Linked DNA regions of Ovis aries: region 2 is linked to region 1. Evidence: chromatin contacts called from public Hi-C data. All regions are on one chromosome and are shown on one strand. The core of a region is the stretch at or near the end of the contact, and the rest is flanking DNA. Distances in the headings are between cores, read along the strand shown.

What was found. A called contact is a pair of places that touch in the nucleus more often than the background predicts.
Region 2: a Hi-C map of hypothalamus shows a contact between it and region 1, with 2.4 times the contacts expected there. The contact joins the enhancer-like site here to the promoter of DDC in region 1. A contact is called at or near these places in 2 of 16 Hi-C or Micro-C datasets (hypothalamus and muscle).

Annotation. Positions count from the first base shown.
Region 1 is chr4:6,128,458-6,133,641 of ARS-UI_Ramb_v3.0, forward strand. It overlaps DDC (dopa decarboxylase), which reads left to right and starts at 2,605. Exons shown (of 14, transcript XM_042248334.2): 1 at 2,605-2,726.
Region 2 is chr4:6,213,695-6,218,569 of ARS-UI_Ramb_v3.0, forward strand. It overlaps DDC (dopa decarboxylase), which reads left to right. Exons shown (of 14, transcript XM_042248334.2): 11 at 514-612; 12 at 3,104-3,205. Among named protein-coding and RNA genes, the nearest start is that of FIGNL1, 21 kb to the right of the region's middle. Within about 2 kb of position 1,502, at least 10 of the 54 cell types and tissues checked have an H3K27ac peak or open chromatin away from gene starts, as enhancers often do. A contact at or near this core is called in hypothalamus, where this site is marked.

The sequences.
Region 1 (5,184 bases), core at 1,355-3,854:
ACGAAGCACCGTTTCCCTTGTTAGGTGCAAAGCCCTCTCTTTCCTATTCTGTTCTGTTCTATTTGCTTTCCTTTTTTAAAATGCTGGTCATGAAATCTGCAAACTGGTTTCATGATCCAATGATAGGTCAATCCCAGCGAATCGGAAAACACTGAATTGGAGAAGAACCATGTTGACGGACTGACACACCCAACCTCAGACTTCCTCTGAAACTGCAGTAACCAAAGCCGTGTGGAAGCAGAGAGAAGTGGATCGACGGAACAGAACAGAGAGCCTGGAAACAGACTCGCACAAAGACAATCAACTCATCTCTGACACAACAGTGAAGGCAACACAGCAGAGCAGAGATAGGCTTTCCAACAAGCGGAGCTAAAACAACAGCCACCCACGAGCAAAAGACAAATCTAGACACAGACATCACACCTTCACAAAAACTAACTCCAAATGGATCACAGACCTGGATGTAGGATGCAAAACTACAAAACTCCCAGAATATGGCATGAGAGACGACCTAGATGAACAGAGGAGTTCGTGGTGGCATTTTGGCTATCATACCAAAGGCACAACCCACAGAAGTAGAAAGCAAGCTGGACTTCATGAAATTTAAAAACTTCCACTCAGCAGAAAATACGGAATTGACATTGTCAACCACTCCTAAGAAAGGTGGCTTTTCTGAGAAAATTTGATTCCTTGGATATTTCTCCTCTGCAGATTCAGTCTCAGGGTTCGGGCTGGGATTAGGACTAGGGCTTAGGGGTTAAGGGTTAGAGGTTAGGGTTTAGGTCTGTTTAGGGTTGCGGTTAGAGTTAGGATTCAGGTTGAAGTGTTTAGGGTTACAAGGTTGGGGTGGGAGTCAGAGTTGGGGTCATAGTCATCATCAGCGTGGCCCCTTGGCTTTCCACCCCCTGCTTCACTGGAGTCTCCAGGGCTCCCTTGCTGGTCTCCACCAAGTAGGGATATTGAAGTTCCTACACGTGTCTCCAGGGCTTCCCAGGTGATGCTAGTGGTAAAGAACCTGCCAACACAAGAGACTTATAAGAGACACCCGTTCGCTCTCTGGGTCGGGAAATTCCCTGGTGGAGGGCACAGCAACCCACTCCAGTATTCTTTCCTGAAGAATCCCATGGACAGAGGATTGTGGTCGGCTGTAGTCCACGGGGTCACAAACAGTTGGACACAGATGAAGCAGCTTAGCGCGCATGCACAGGTGTCTCCAGACCAGATGGTGTGGCTTTGACCCTGTAGAGAGTTGCTCAGTGTAACCAAGGCATGACTGTCACTGGGAGAGGAAAAGTCTTCTTAAGATCATGGATTGGGGGCAGCTTTACTGCGTCTGCCTGGAAGATCTACCCAGAAACCTCTCCCCAGTGAGGTCTACACACGACAACACCAGAAGGGATTCTTTAACTCCAAGCTGCATTCAGTTGAAAACGTGTTCTGTAGAAAAGTTCCAGTCCACATGGTAAATAAAAGTACCTAGAATTCCCACTCCAGCATCAGTGAGCCTCCAACACTGACCTATGGACACAGGGCTTAGTTAAGGAGCCTTGGCAGAGGCTGTCCATGACTCATCACTTTTGCGCACACAGCTGACAGGTCCGGTGACTCTGCCCAAGGCTGCCCCTCGGCACCAGAGCTTGCTGTGCCTGAGTGAGAGCTGGGCAGGGGAATTACCAGCCTTGACAGGCAGGCAGTCTGTCCTACCTCCTTCAGTTCTGCGGTGTGGGCCCTGCCCACCTGGCCACCACAGGGGTAAGTGGCTTGGAAATGTGCCCGGTGCTGCCTAACAAAATAACAACTAACAAAATAAACAACTTGCACTCCATCTGTGTCTTACGGCAGCTTTGGACGAACCCAAACTAAGACAAGAATGTCCCTGGAGTGAGATGATGGGGCTATAGAAGGGAAAACTCCCTTCCCAAAGGTCAGAGCCTCACAATTTAACTCCATCAATGTGCTTGCAACCCAGACCTCAGCAAAATATTTGAATGTAGGAACATTTTAAAATGATTTTAAAGTTCCTCTTGAAAGAAATATATATGAAAGCAGCCAGGATTCTTTTTTAAGAAAAATGATAAGGGATTTCTTGCCTTCCAAGAATCCAAATGCACTAGAAAGTGATGCATTTGTATATATGCCTGAAATTAACCCAACATTGTAAATCAACTATACTCCAATTTAAAAAATTAAAAATAACAAAAATATTTTTAAAAGGAAAGAGGCAAAGTTTATACACTGTAGCCCTGGCACAGAAATGAAACAACAATTTCATGGGACCAAGACAACAAGCTCAAGAAACAGAAATATTTTTCAAAAATCATGTTGGAAGGATTAGCTTATTCTATGGGGGAAAAACAAATCAGAACTTTATCCTATGACTTACCTTAAAATAAATTTCAGATGGAGGAAAGTTCTAAAGATAAATATCTAAAATGATAAAATACTAAAAGGAATCAGAAGTAAATGTGTATGTATTCTGAGTGAAGAATCGTTTCTCAAGTTCCCCAGAGATTTCTCGAGATTTCCTTGACCTTTATCACTATGAGAAATTAATGTTTAACCAGCGTATGACTCTGAAAAGGCAAGGGCTTGTGAATCTGAAGCAGTGAGAAGGCTGCAGGGCTTCCGCCCAGCTCCCCAGCTGCTCCTGCACGTTCTCCCCAACCCCCAAAGCTGGCAAGTCTCAGACAGGAGTGGAGACCCAACAGGGCCAGAATTCCCAGCAAGTAAGTCCTGCTTTCTAACTTGATTACAACTGTTGGAAATGGCAAGCCCTGTGGCTTTACTCTGCCGCCTCACTGCTGGGCTTTGGCGTAAAGCTCAGCTGGCTTGGGAAACTGGAGCTCACAGGGGCAGCGTGAGCCTAGGGGTGCTGAGGTAACAATGCTGGTGCTCACGGGGGCATGCGCCCACCCGTGTGATGAGGCAGATGCGGGGTGCCACCTCCGGAAGCCCGCTGACAGTGAGCACAGGACACACGTGGACTCCTCTGCTCTCTGCTGCGTGCCACCCATGGGGTCTGGGGCTCCGAGCCCTGTCTCTTCTTCTCTAAAATGGCGATTTTAACTGTCCCTACCTTGTCAGGTTGGGGGGGAGCACTGGTTCTCATAATGCATGGGAAACACTCGGCATATCGGAGATGCTGAGTAAATATTAACTTTTCCCTTACATTTCTAACAACTGTGACTCTGCAAGGCTGTCCCTTCATGGCGTGTGGTGTAGCCTCCTCAGAGGCAGATTCAGAAGCTAACTGTGCAGTGGGATTTGAGAGAACTGAAGGATCTTCCCTGCCAACCTAGCAGGCTCACTATAATCCCATCGGGAGATACAATTCTGGAGGAGAAACCTTTGCTTCTCCATCCAGCTGGAGTTAAAACAACTACTTCTGGGTGTTTGTGTGTGCTGAGAGTCACATACTTGGTCCCCAGTCATATCCTCATTTCACAAGGGAGAAAACTGAGACGGAGGAAGTGAGACGTGGTCCAAGACCTCGGAACTCATGACCAAGGACTAGGGCCAAGCCCTTTCTTGTACCATCTGAAGCTTTCTGTCTTGCTACTCTGGGAAAGTGGTGCCTTTTGAAAGTACCTACAAAGCCTGGGGCTTGTAGTCAGCACCCCAGGAAGAGTTAATAGGAGCTGCTTAGAGATCAAGGAGCATGGTCTGGAGGTTCTGGATGGGAGATGCGGGGCTGTTGAGGGGTTGTGGTGGGAATGGAAAAAGTGGGAGGAGGAAATTCAGGGCACAGCTGGGAGGTGGAACGTGCAGGGCTGAATAAGAAGTGGGAGGCTCCGGGCTCCACAGTGGGTGAGGACACGTGGGCATGGTCTTCTTGGGAAGTCCCCCCGTACCTGGCCTAGGGGGACCGGTGCTCCCAGTCCTTGAGGATCTCTTAGGAGAGGTCCTGAAGGCCATCTTCTGAGGACCTCAGGATGCTCTCCATCACCTAGCGATCCCTTGTGATGGGGCCAGATGACAGATCTGAAGGAGTTCACCCCTGCCCTTTGGGCTCACTTGTATGAAGGCTTGGGACAGACATACCCCAGAGAACTTCACTCAGAATGGATTGATGACATTCTGAAACCAGGAAAATGTTGGTGCTGCTTAAAATTTAAATCATAATAAAGCCCTGAGTTTCACTGCACCTGGGCCTCCGATGACTGAGGAAGAACAGGGGTAGTTCACTTTACAACAAGGTCATTAACATTAATCTATTAAGTAATCTATTAAGTAGCATGACTTTATAAAATGATAAAAGGTTCAGTCCACCAAGAAGTAATATAGTTCTAAACACATGTAGACCTAATGGAAAAGTCTTAAATATATTAAGCAAGTTTTGGCACAACTATGGGGAGAAATCAGCAAATTCACCACCATAACAGATTTCAACACATCTTCAGCAATGACAGTGAGTTGGACGATAGAACAAGCTAACAAGAACATTAGTAAAGATTTAAAATATGTCAGCAAGTAATAGTCTTGGCTTATTGGATGTACCATCTACCCAATGATTAGAATAACCCTCCACCCAATATTAGAAAACACACTTTCTTCTCAAGAGTACATGAAATGTTTACAAAAATTCAGGATGTATTCATAGCAGGCTGTAAGGCAAGTTTCAGTGTTGGTCAGAGAATTGCTAAAATACCAGTTGCTTTCCAACCACAGTTCAAGTTAACTAAATTACAACTAAACAAAAAAATAAGTAAAAATTGCTGTGCATGTCTGAAAATTTGGAGGAAGCTACTATTTAACTCATGATTCAAATTTAAAATGTAACAAAAATTAAATAATGCTTGGAAATAAGTAGCCGAGAGGAGGTACTCCACGTTCAAGGTCAGGAGGGGCAGCTGTGAGGAGATACCCTTCATCCAAGGTAAGAGAAACCCAAGTAAGACAGTAGGTGTTGCGAGAGGGCATCAGAGGGCAGACACACTGAAACCATAATCACAGAAAACTAGTCAATCTGATCACATGGACCACAGCCTTGTCTAACTCAATGAAAATAAGCCATGCCATGTGGGGCCACCCAAGATGGACGGGTCATGGTGGAGAGGTCTGACAGAATGTGGTCCACTGGAGAAGGGAATGGCAAACCACTTCAGTATTCTTGCCTTGAGAACCCCACGAACAGTATGAAAAGTCAAAATGATAGGATACTGAAAGAGGAAATTTCCAGGTCAG
Region 2 (4,875 bases), core at 252-2,751, 84 kb after region 1:
AGTGTCACACCCGGGCAGCTGACAAACGCAGGAAAACTCAGGAAGGCTCGCGCGATGTCCCACGTGTTCCATGGCGGCCTGTGAGGCAGGAAGAAGATGCACGTTGCTCTAGAGAATGGGCGTCACGGGGCATGCGCAGCAGAGGGCGTGGGGATCTGCAGCGCCCTTCCTGTTTCCTGTAGGCAGAGAAATCAGTGAACTTTCCCCTCCCGCCCCTCCTGGGTTGTAGGCTCGAGGGGCAGGGCCACACTCCCCCGTCTGCTCACAGTGGCATCTGAGCCCGACACTGGTCTGGTCCCTGCGCGCACTCCGCAGACATCTCGGAGCTTTGTAAAGAGAGCTTCTGGCTGCACCGCGCACTCCCCTGCTGTCGGCTTCGCCCTTGTGGCAGCCAGAGGGTCGGTCTCCAGAAAACTAACTGCCTTCAGGAGAAACAAGCCAGTCCATGAGTCGAAAAGGAAGCCAGCCCTTGGCACAGTCCTCACCGAGCTGCCGTCTTGTGTCTGATTTCAGCACTGGCAGCTGCCGCTGGGCCGGAGGTTCCGCTCTTTGAAGATGTGGTTTGTTTTTAGGATGTACGGAGTCAAGGGACTGCAGGCCTATATCCGCAAGGTGAGTCTGCTGTCATTATTTATCCAGCTGACGTTAGGGAGGTCTTAGACCTGAGAAATGAAGTAAGACGTTGTCAAGCAGGGCACGGGAAACTGAGCGACTCGGCACAGCACAGCGCAGTGTGCGTAAGTGAACGTGGCTCAGTCGTGTCCGACTCTGTGCGACCCCACGGACCGCAGCCCGCCAGGCTCCTCCATCCACGGGATTCTCCAGGCAAGAGTACTGGGGCTGCCATCCCCTGCTCTAATAGCAGTATGTATACCCTGCTCTTTTCCTTTTTTAAGCAACTGAGGAAGCAGGCCCGCGGAGACCCACTCACTTAGCTGGCTGTGGACGGCCTGCCAGGTTCCAGCCGGTCCTCCCTGCTGGCGTCCTCAGCTGCGGCCCCACCCTGAGGACGGGGGCCCTCAGGCGGCAGGGGAGCGGGGCAGCCCTGCAGAGGCTCGCTTTGGGGGCGGCGCCGGGCGGCTGCGGGCAGGGCGGATGGCTGCAGGCCCCTCCCTGTGGCAGAGCGCGCGGAGCGGGCAGCGGCTCGGGCCCCGCGGCGCCACGCACACCGGCACCCATGCAGCTCAGGAGGCTGCTGGGGGGCTGTAAAGGGTCTGGGGCGTCTCTGTGCGAAGAGGACGGGAAAGGACATGGAAGCGGGCCCGTGAGTTCTCCCGTGGGGAGCCTGTGCGCAGAAGCTGGATGAGGATTCAGCTGCTCTGGGGAAAGAAGGCGAAGCACAAGTAGTTCATCTCACGAGGGTGATTCCTGCTGGAAGCTCCGGGAAGCAGGCGCTTCATGATTCCCTGAGGGGGACCGACCCTGCCCTCCTAGGAGCCAGATACGTCCGGGCAGGTGTCCAGCTTCCAGGACCCAGCTTGAGGGGATCCCCTGCCAGCAGTCTCTGGAGCCCTCTAGTGGCGCCAGATTCATCACCGCCTGGGGACCCCTCATGGAAACGGTGGTGTTTCTCATACATGTGGAATCTAGAAAAACGGCGCAGAGGAACCTATTTGCAGGGCAGGAAGAGAGACACAGACAGAGGACACAGCGGGGAGAGGGGAGGAGGGCACGAATTGGGAGATTAGGACGGAGAGACACACACTACCACGTGTGGAATAGACAGCTAGTGGGGAGCTGCTGCACAGCCCAGGGAGCTCAGCTCAGTGCTCTGCGATGGCCTGGAGGCGTGGGCTGCAAGGGAGTGGGGCTCCGGAGGGAGAGGAGGTATGTACACATATGGCTGACTCACTGTGCTTTACAGCGGACACTAACCCAACATTGTGAAGCAGCTATATTCCAAAAAAAAAAATGACGTTTCTGTCCCAACACTTTGAGCAATGCGATCTCTGCTCAGATGCTCCCTGGGCACCTGTCAGTGAGCCCCACACTGGATTCCAGGGTTCAGGATGAGCTCCATGGGTGCTGAGACCTGGGTGAGCTGGTTCTCAGATCACGTACTGTGTGAACCAGCTCTTGGTCTCTGTAAACACCTCCGTGTTTAGTACAGGCTGGTTCGGGGATAGGTGGCAGCCTGGGGCTGACGAGGGTCTCACTGTGGCAGCAGATGCTGTGGAATAACAAACAGCTGCAGAGAGGGAGCTCTGGTGCTGGGCAACTGCGTTAGAACCAGCCTCAGTCTCCTGGTCTGCAGAATGGGCACGGTTGTGGTGTTATTGGGCTTCCCAGGTGGCGCTAATGATAAAGAATCCACCTGTCAATGCAGGAGATGCAAGAGATGCGGGTTAGATCCATGAGTCAGGAAGATCCCTTGGAGGAAGAAATGGCAATCCACTCCAGTACTCCAGTATCCTTGCCTGGAGAATCCTATGGACAGAAGAGCCTGGCGGGCTGCAGTCCATGGGGTCACAAAGAGTTGGACTCGACGGAAGCGACTGAGCACGCCCCTGCACCATGGGCCAGCACCAGGATAGGACGGGGAAGTGCCCGGCTCCCCAGCTGATGTTGTCCACTGTCTCTTCAAGTGTGTGTGTGCTTGTGCTCAGCTGTGACTGACTCTTTGCAGCCCTATAAACTGCAGCCTGCCAGGCTCCTCTGTCCGTGGGATTCTCCAGGCACGATACTGGAGTGGTTGCCACACCCTCCTCCGGAGATCTTCCCATCCCAGGGACCGAACCCAGGCCTCTTCCGTCTCCCGCATTGGCAGGCGTGTTCTTTACCACTAGCGCGACCTCTCTTCTGAAAAGTTTAAATCCCTCCTGGCAACGTTTGGCCTAAAATTCTAAAAGATGTGATGAACACAGTCCTCTGAACAGAAGATGACAAAAGGTGTTTTTCTGAAGATGGTGGCCCCTTTCCCCTGGTAGCAAGTTTCTCACCCTCTGTGGGGACAGCCAGGACATGGGTGACATCAATGCTGGAAGAAAATGGCTAAAGCATAGTCATGAGTTCCAGACGCGTGGTCTGATGCTGTTCTCTAGGTGGTGAACTTCTGAAACAAGTCGTGACAAAAGACTCAGACAGATGTCCCTTCCCTTTCCAGCACGTCCAGCTAGCCCATGCATTTGAGGCATTGGTGCGCCAGGACGCCCGCTTTGAAATCTGTGCAGAAGTCACTCTTGGACTGGTCTGTTTCCGGCTAAAGGTATGTCTAAGTTGACTTCATTGTCTGCGTTTTCTTGACTGGAAAGAGAGGAAGCAGTCATTCATTACATCGACTGAGCTCCCCAGAGACCTTGCGTTGCTGCCCACCAGTTCTCCAGGCTGCTGGTCCCAGCTCCCGAGTCTGACTTCCCGCAACCCCCGCCCTTCTCCAGGGCACTCAGACTCCCTGCTCGTGTGTGCCTGGTGTGAGGATGCTGGCCATTTCCCCATCAACCCAGCTGTGCCATGGAGATCCTTGAAGGGCTGACCCATGCATGGGCTCACCGGCCCAAGCATGGTCCCTGGACCAGCACCTGGGAGCCTGTGAGGAGCCAGTCTTGGCTCACTTGGGACCCGCTGACTTGACCCTGTATGCCCCCCAGCTGCTGGTGCAATAGGGGTTCGAGGGACGCTGTTCCCTGGGGTTATGTCTTTCTGCTGTCTGAGGGAATCAGCCACCTTTGGTGACAATCACAACCATGTTTTCCACAGGCCGCAAGGGACACTGCTCACACAGACCCTTATCAACTAGCCTCGTGTGGAAGAAGCCATTAGCTTAGCTCTAACGCCCTGACCACTCTCTGGAGAGCTTTCCATTTGCAGAGTCAACTCTGTGTCAGGTCTCCATGTCCAAGTCCACAAAGGGAGGCAGCAGAAGGCACCATGGACTCAGTCACATTGTCAAGGTGCTGCCCATCCAGACGTGGCCATGGTCTTCCCCTTCCCTCCCCACACCGATTCTTCAGGATTTGAGGGCTGTTGAGAACCACTCATGGAACAACCGGGAGGCAAGAGAGTAGAGTCCTGACACGAGAGCTGGCAGGGAGATGTGAGCCTCACACAGTAACACCTGAGCACAGGAGAGAGCATCACACACACACCTGAGCACAGGAGGGCAGAGCATCTCACAGAGACACGTGAGCACAGAGGGAGACCATAACATAGATACCTGAGCACAGGAGGGCAGAGCATCACACACACACCTGAGCACAGGAGGGCGGAGCATCTCACACACACCTGAGCACAGGAGGGAGAGCATCACACAGACACCTGAGCACAGGAGGGCGGAGCATCTCACAGAGACACGTGAGCACAGAGGGAGACCATAACATAGATACCTGAGCACAGGAGGGCAGAGCATCACACACACACCTGAGCCCAGGAGGGAGAGCATCTCACACACACCTGAGCATAGGAGGGAGCGCATCACAGACACCTGAGCACAGGAGGGAGGGCATCTCACACACCTGAGCTCAGGAAGGCAGAGCATCACACACACACCTGAGCACAGGAGGGCAGAGCATCTCACACACACCTGAGCACAGGAGGAAGAGCATCTCACAGAGACACGTGAGCACAGAGGGAGACCATAACATAGATACCTGAGCACAGGAGGGCAGAGCATCACACACACACCTGAGCACAGGAGGGAGCACATCACAGACACCTGAGCACAGGAGGGAGGGCATCTCACACACCTGAGCTCAGGAAGGCAGAGCATCTCACACACACCTGAGCACAGGAGGAAGAGCATCTCACAGAGACACGTGAGCACAGAGGGAGACCATAACATAGATACCTGAGCACAGGAGGGCAGAGCATCACACACACACCTGAGCCCAGGAGGGAGAGCATCTCACACACACCTGAGCACAGGAGGGAGAGCATCTC